Regions from separate parts of the Mus musculus genome. Here region 1 is linked to region 2. Evidence: chromatin contacts called from public ChIA-PET data. All regions are on one chromosome and are shown on one strand. The core of a region is the stretch at or near the end of the contact, and the rest is flanking DNA. Distances in the headings are between cores, read along the strand shown.

Region 1 (3,861 bases), core at 843-3,342, 39 kb before region 2:
CTCCCTCTAAGCTTTCGACACCTCGCAGATGTAGAGCTCTTGGCCTGGTACCTATCTGTCATTAGCGAGATTTTCTCCAACTAAGGCAAAGACGTGTACAACTTACCTCCATGCTATCTGGCTCTGTAGTAGAAGTAGAATTATTTCTTCTGCCCAGGAGAATAGGATGGGTAGATGAGAAAGCCTTCTTAGTCCTCCTTCTTCTAAAGCCTGTGACATTCTACGAGGTAGGTCATTCACTGATTGTTTCTTTGCCCCAACACTGTTTGATGGATACAGGGTAACAACAAAGTCACCCTATTCCTAGTAGTGAGCAGTGAGCATCCTTGTGCATTTATCTGTGCAACATGCAAGTATTCTCTTAGTATAACTTTATGCAGGTGTAGCTAGTAGGTCATGGACAATTAACATTGGCTAAGCACCAAAATATTGCCCTCAAAAAGGGCCTGGGGGGTATAGCTTGGTGATAGATACTTGCCTACCATGCACAGGCCCTGAGTTCCATCATCAGAGTGATAAAATAAAAGCTACACTCTCACACTTTCCCTCAGCTATTGTGTTCCCACTTATTCATGCTACAACTTTCACATGAATGAACCATGTCAAATACATTATGAATATTCATAATGGCATGGTATGGTTTCTTGCTTGTTTTGTTTTGAGACAGGGTTTCCTTATATATCCCAGACTGCTCATGAATTCAAAGCAATCCGTCTGCTTTAGCTTCTTAAGTGCTGAGGTTACAAGTGTGCACCACCACGCCCAGCTATGACAACATGGTTATTTTTGTATGTGTGAAATGTAGGTATATATCTGTGCGTGTGTAGGTATGTGTGCATATTGCACACATGCATATGGAGGCTAGAGGTTGATGGTCGGTGTCCTCCCCTATTGCTCTCTATTTTGTCTTTTGAGACATGATCTTTCACTGAGCCTACAGTTCACCACTTGTCTAGTCCTTCCCATCTCCACACCACCTCCCTTCAGCACTGGAAATGCCGACATGCTACCATGCCTGGCTTTTTACAACAGTCCTTTGAAACCAAACGCAGGTCCCTTTGCTTGTATAGCAGGCACATTACTCACTAAGTCATCTTCCCCAGTTGCCAGTATTATTTTCTGGAGAGAGGGGCAGCTGGGGAGAGAGAGAAAGTAAGTGAAGAATAATAAATAAAATTGTATGCTCCAACAGTAGAATACTACATAGCACCAGTTTGCCTGGAAAATACTACCTATATCAGCATGGATGTCTCTCACAAACATACCATGAAGCAAAGAGAGCAAATTGCAAAAAGGTTATGTACAATTCGATGTGGATCAGAATGTACAAAGCAATATGAAATAGCTTATGATTTGTGAGCGCATACACAGCACCTTTTTAAGTATGCATGTATACTTAAGACACAGACATCCAGTTCGGGACAGCACTTCCTCTGCAGTTGCGGAGGTACTGAAGCTTCAGCTGGGGCAAATATGGGAAAATGAATTTGTTTCTAATGGTACTTTGGCATAGCTTGAAATAGCTCAGCATCTAAAATGAGAGGAAAAGAAAAGCAAGGCAGAAGTTGTTTCTTTTTTTTTTTCCTTGAATAGGAAATTGAGGTGCAAGTTCTTGGATATCTGGTACCTTGGAGAGGTAGATAATCTTCACAGGAGGAGGCTCACTCTGACTCACTGGAAGTCTGCTTTCCCCAGACACTGGACTAAACCCTTGGGATGGATCATTTGAATGATATAATTGTTGCCTTCCAAGCCCACAAGGATGGTGACTCCTGAGTTTTGTGACTGTCACCCTGTGTGCCCATTGGGGGAACTCTGAGTAGTACATTGAGCCAAATAAGAAGGGCGCTTGAGGCAAGTGTTTGATCCAGCCTTAGATGTGGCCACACCTTTTTCTGTGAGTTTACCACTGCTTCAGGACCCAGTGAAACAGGAGCAGTGCAACACTTACTAGGACTAGAATTTTGCCATGGTGCCTGCCTCTTGAAAGCAGTGTTGCCTCATTAAATGACACAACTGACACAGTGGAGTCATCCGGCCTTATCAGTACCACTCGATCTAAAACAGAAACCAGGATGGGTGGGGAAGGCTGTCTCTCAGTGCTTGGCCCCCGTTGCCATGGGCCCTGTTGCCATGGTTCCCAAGCAGTTTCACTTATGATTTCCCTCAACCGCTTGCTTATGGCAGCCATCAGCAAGCAGGACCTAGAAAGTCGCTCATGCAGACCAGGAAGAAAGCTGATAACAGAAAAGACAAGTGAGGAAGGGAAGTAATTAAGCAAACACAAACACATGGGAAGAGGAGGCGGAAGGAATTTGGTGTGAGGCCCAGAAACAGTTTGGTTTTTATGATATTTTTTTTCTTTGAGATGTAATGAACTGGAGAGGCTGGGTCAGAATTTGCTGAGAAGTCCCCATTATGTAGCTACCATGTGACACAGGTACAGCAACTCCATGACCTGGATTTCCAAAAAAAAAAAAAAAAAAAAAAAAAAAAGTCCTAGTTTTAAGAATTCTATTCTTTGTCAGACTAAGGATCCTGATTTTTTGATTCAAGAAATAAGGTCACTGTAGTTACAGTGGCTCTCTAAGTCATCCAGGAAAGCCTGATTTAGAATCCCTCCCCTGGCTGGTTGGCAGGGAGTCCCCACAGGACCTGCCTCTGGGCCCTAAAGGCCTGAGTGAAGTGGCCTCTTATTCAGCCAAGAAATATCAAAGTGCTTCGACTCCACGCCGCTTTCTTCAGCTCTGTAGTTCTCCAAGGAGACAGAGCCAGAATGGCAGTGTTGTGACCCTGTCAGAGCTGCATTTCAATGCGAGCTGCATTAACTCAATGAACGCAGTGCTGGGCGCCTTGCTTTCCTCGCCTGGAAGATGAGGACAAATAAGGGCCGTGGCAGGGTTATTCTGAGAATCAGCTAGGTGTTTGCTACCTTTAGAGTGCAGTGAGAACGTTAGCTGCTACCATTCACTCTGTGGAACTGGGCTTGTGTGGCTCACAGCTGTAATCCCTGTACCCAGGTGGCTGAGGCAGGAGGATTGCCAAGAGTTCAAGTCTAGGCTAGGCTCCATAGTGAGTTCCAGGTCAGTATGAGCTGCAGAGTGAGACCTTGCCTCAGAAAGAAAAGAAAAGGAAAGGAAAGGAAAGGAAAGGAAAGGAAAGGAAAGGAAAGGAAAGGAAAGGAAAGGAAAGGAAAGGAAAGGAAAGGAAATCCACTCCTTCATTCAACAGATAAATGTGTCCTCTATACCAGCCATGAAGCCGAACCTAGGGACATGAGGGTGAGCAAAAATCAGACATGATCCTTGCTAGCATGACGGTTTCAAATCAGAGGGGTAGGCAGACTTTGGTCAAAGATTACCTCATGCAAAGTCCAAGCAGAAGATAAATATGGCAGACAAATTCTTTTTCTTTACTTTTGGAGACAGTGTCTCACCATGTATAGCCATGGCTGGCCTGAAACTCTATATGGACCAGGCTGGACTTGAATTCATTAGAGATCCTCTTGCCTCTGCCTATAGAGTTGCTAGGATTAAAGATGTGCACTACCATGGTCAGCCTGGATTCTTTTATTTGTGTTGATTTTATTATTGATGTTTAGGTTAGCATACAAAGAAACTGGTTCATTGTGACATCCTCATATATGTGTCATTGTGCTTTTTTTTCTCAGTCATTCCCTTCCCCAGCCCCCCTCCCCAGCCCCTCTCCCCACCCCCACCCCCGCCATGTCTCCTGCCTATCTCTGCCTGGTTCCCTAAACTGACTGCTTGTTCTGGGGGCGTGGCTCAGTGGAAGAATATTTGTCTAGTATGAAAATTGTGTTCAGTTCCTCTAAACAAACAGATGATTGTGGCTGCTGGG
Region 2 (3,829 bases), core at 175-2,674:
CCAGTGAGCGAGGCTGTCTTGGGGACACGCACTTTCCTTTCTATCTTGACACACTCAAGAATCAGCTCATCCAGGTCGGCCACTTCAGTTGACCATAAGAGTTCCTTTCGAAAAATTTCTGACAAGCCTTTGAGAAATTGGTTTTGGAGGCGACAGTCATCCCAAGACAAGAACTGGGCCAAGAACTGAAAAGCATCTGCATAGCTGCCCAGGGTACAGTTTCCCTGCTTGAGCTTGCGTATGGCCTTTTTAGCCACGCGTGAGGGGATGGGGCCACAGAATTCCTTACGGATTTCATCCAGGAAGCGCGGGAAGTTGGCATGCAAGGAGCTTCCTTCCTGAGTGACTGAGATAGCCCAGTCTCTCGCTTCCCCTGTGAAAAAGGAGATGAGAAATGCCACCCGTTCCGCGCCCCCAGGGAAGTGATCCTCGTGATCTGCTATGAAAGTCTCTAGCTGCATCAGAAATTCAGCCAGGTACACTGGGTCGCCTGAAAAGGGTTCTATGTCTGGCCGCTCCAGCGGTGGCAAAAGGAACTCAAAGGTTGGCTCCTTTAACATGGGGGAGTGCAGTTCCGGCTGGGACGGGCTGGGTGACAGAGGAGGGTCACTGGACCCGTCGGGGTTGGTATAGTCCTGGACCACATTAATCAAAAGATCATCTGAGACGTACTCGGGATCTGTGCGTGGAGGAGGCCAGCACAGGAAAGGCACCTCCTCCTCCTCCTCTTCCTCCTCCTCAGGAGTGGGATCAGTCTCATTGAGCAGGAACTCAAAGTTCTCCTCGGCAAGGACCGGTACTATGGGCATGGGCCAGCGGATGTAGCTCGAGACATTGCCCCGCAAGGAATTAACCTCGGCCAAGGCTCTTCCGAGCTGCAGGCCCAGCTGGACATTCTCTCCTCGAAGGGCATTTAACTCCTCTCGCAGGGCCACATTCGCCAAGCGGAGGCTATTGAGATTTCCCGCCGCTTCAGACATTGTGACAAGTTCCTGGGGCTTTGAGTGCTGGGCACTTGGGGGTAGGGAGTTATGGGGAGTGCAGGAGGAGGCAGAAATGAGGAGGTGGGCGTGGGAGGAGACCAACGTGCGGCGACAGGGCGACCCGGCGCAAGCGAGCCCGGGCCACACCCACAGGGGCTCGGTCCGGGACGCGTTACCTCGTGGCAGGGGTCGGAGAGAGAGCAGGCAGCAGCTCGGGACCTGGAGGCGGCAGGCGCAGGAGACAGACGAGACGCTGGCAGAGGTGACGCCAACAGAGGCAGGCAGAGTAGGAGGGAAGGGACTGCGGCAGGATCTGTCGAGGAAAAATCTTGCAGACAGCGATCCCTCTCGCCTTTTAAGCTCAGCTACGCGCGCCCCCCGCAGGGGCGGGCCTTCGGGAACCGAGGGAGCCCACTGGCTCCCGCGGCTGCGCTCTCACTCACTCTCTCCTTCCCTAGCTGCAGCTAACTCGGGTCGGGAAAATGCGACAGCGACTGCCCACTCGAGGTCGTCATGGCGACAGCCAGTGAACGTGTTCCTCTCCTCGGGCAGGCCCCCGAGTGTAGAGGAACTGCTTCGCGAGGCGCAGCTCAATCTCCAGAGCCTGTTGCAAGGTACTGCGAGGGTGGGGGGCTGCCTTAGAGGCAGCTGCGCAGCAGGAGGGAGGCAAAGAAGAAATGGGGAGCAGCAAAAGAAAAGAAAACAGTTCCAAACCATCTCTCTTTTCACCTTCCAGACTGATGATGCTAACATTCTGTTTCCAGTGCTGTTGCTCCCTTCCTCCCTCCCTTTTTGGTTCAGTAGTCCATAAAGGGAGAAAGGATACAGGCTGAGACAGGGTAGTGGTCAAGCAATTCACGGAGAAGGAAATGGGAGACTCCCTCAATGGGGACCCACATTCCTTCCAGCCCTCCTGTTATATAGCCCATGCCTTGGGATGCTGGCACCAGAAAACAAAGGGGTTTCTCCTTACCTGGACTTCACACACTCTGCTCTTGTAATAACCTCCCAACCACAATGAGCTCCTCCATATATCTCTCCAAGCTGAGGATGTAGCTTAGTGGTAGCATGTGCAAGGCCCAAGCTTCTATGTCCAGCACCACAAAAAAAAAAAAAAAGCCATCTCTTGTACCTTTGAGTTTCTCTTACTACTTGAGTTTTTCAGAGACACTGGACACAGGGCTGAATTCCCCCAGGAGGTGCCCAATGGATACGAAATGTACAAAATATCTTGTCAGTTCTTATATCTCCGTGCCAGCATATATTAATCCCAGTGCAGAACAGAAAACATCTGATGGGCCTCCCAAGGGGGATACAGTGGAAACCCCCAGCTCCCCGAAAAGGGCAGTAGTGACCTTAGAGAAGCAAGATGCTAAGAGATAATCATGAGCCCTGTGTCCAACAAGGAAGAGCTACCATGCAAGAGGGGGAGGGGAGTGAATGTGCTAGTTTAGCAAAGGTAGAATTAGGACCAGGAAGCAGAAACTCAGAGAGAGGCAGACCTCCACCTCCAGACAAAGAAAAACTTTTCCAACATGCCCAGGGGCCACAGTTCAAAGGGAAGAGTGCTCTTTGGGTATCTGCCCTGAGACTTAAGAGCACCTGGAAGGGCTTCTGAAGAGGGAATCGGAGCAGAGAGCGCAGACATTGCTGCAGAGAATCAGCCCTGAGAGCAGCCTCAGCACCAGATTCAGAGCACACAGAGCCTGGAATGTCCATTCTGACCTCTCACTTTCTGCATGTCATCTAAGCCATGGCTTTGGTCAGGCCCGTTCACATCTTACACATACTTCCGTCATCATGTGTCCATGAACTTGGCTGTCTTCTATGCCACCACCTTCGGTTTCCTGACTTTTAGCCTCCCTAGACCTGACCCCACCCACAGTGGAACCAGACCTAGAAAACATCAATCGTGAGTTCTTGCGGCCAGGTATGGCGGCACAAGCCTGTATGTAACTCCAGCACTCAAGAGACTGAGGCAGGAGGATCTTGAGTTCTGAAGCCAGCCTGGGCTACATGTAAAACTTTGTCTCAAAGAAAAACAAAGCAAACATAAGTTCTTGCAATCCAAGGCAGGGTTCCAGACTGGACTTCTCAGTGTGGTTCTCTTCCGGCTTCATGCACATTGCTCCTGAGCAGTGCTGGAGAACAGCTGAAGAGCTGCAGAGCCTCAGAGAATGGAACTTTAGCAAAGGATGTCCTAGGTGTGGGCTTCCAGTTGAGCACTTAAGGTGGGGACCACTAAGAGAAAGCTTGGTCCCCAAAGCAGCACAGCTTGGATTTACTGACTTTCTTTCTTCCTCTACTCTCATGGTCCTGGAAACCAAGCCCTTTTCCATTTCTGAATCCAATGGCCAGGAAATAGCTCAAAGAAGCCATCGAGTCAGCCTGGGCAGCTTGGTGTGGGAGACTGGCTCATGGTCCTTCCCTAGCCTGGCACCTGGCTGAGGCCCCCTAGAGTGTGTCTCCACTATGCTGTCTTTCAGAAGAATATGAGGAACAGTATTCGGAGGCCAGACTTCTGGGGCAGACCTTCCGCTCTTCTGATGGGGCCCCTGAGCCTACTCCCAGCCCAAGGCCCCAGTCTGCCAAGCGTCTGGAGTTTGTACTGATGGTGAGTTGCCTCTGCCCCAACCTGGGAGAGCCAGCGTGCACCCACCGACAGGGGATCTTGAACTGTTTACGTGACACCCCCACCCCTGGAAGCTGCTGTTCATCACTGCTCACTAGCAGGGCTGCCATGAGGCCCCACTGGGAAGGGTCCTGCACAAGTGTGTGCCTAGCCAGGCAGCCTGTACATGCTTTCCTGCCTTCAAGAGGACGCCTCCAGTCATTCTGCCTAAGCA

What was found. ChIA-PET counts read pairs in DNA pulled down with a chosen protein or histone mark.
Region 1: a contact with region 2 is called in an RNA polymerase II ChIA-PET map of memory CD8 T cells, with 23 read pairs. The contact joins the enhancer-like site here to the promoter of Rtl5 in region 2. A contact is called at or near these places in 3 of 39 promoter capture datasets (the 3T3-L1 cell line, hippocampal neurons and stem cell-derived epiblast-like cells), 1 of 15 datasets of contacts at CTCF or cohesin (CD8 T cells), 15 of 484 Hi-C or Micro-C datasets (CD4 T cells, CD8 T cells, CD8 central memory T cells and 12 more), 7 of 115 datasets of contacts at active chromatin or transcription factors (CD8 T cells, the HPC-7 cell line, embryonic stem cells and 3 more) and 3 of 9 other capture datasets (adipose tissue, liver and pancreatic islet).

Annotation. Positions count from the first base shown.
Region 1 is chrX:102,029,924-102,033,784 of GRCm38.p6, forward strand. The region is part of intron 1 of Nhsl2 (NHS-like 2); the gene reads left to right. Among named protein-coding and RNA genes, the nearest start is that of Rtl5, 39 kb to the right of the region's middle. Within about 2 kb of position 2,093, at least 50 of the 459 cell types and tissues checked have an H3K27ac peak or open chromatin away from gene starts, as enhancers often do. A contact at or near this core is called in CD8 T cells, CD8 central memory T cells, bone marrow-derived macrophages and 3 more, where this site is marked.
Region 2 is chrX:102,069,883-102,073,711 of GRCm38.p6, forward strand. It overlaps Rtl5 (retrotransposon Gag like 5), which reads right to left and starts at 1,425. Exons shown (of 2, transcript NM_001278534.1): 1 at 1-1,425. The coding sequence starts at 980. It overlaps Nhsl2 (NHS-like 2), which reads left to right. Exons shown (of 8, transcript NM_001163610.1): 2 at 1,442-1,597; 3 at 3,470-3,597.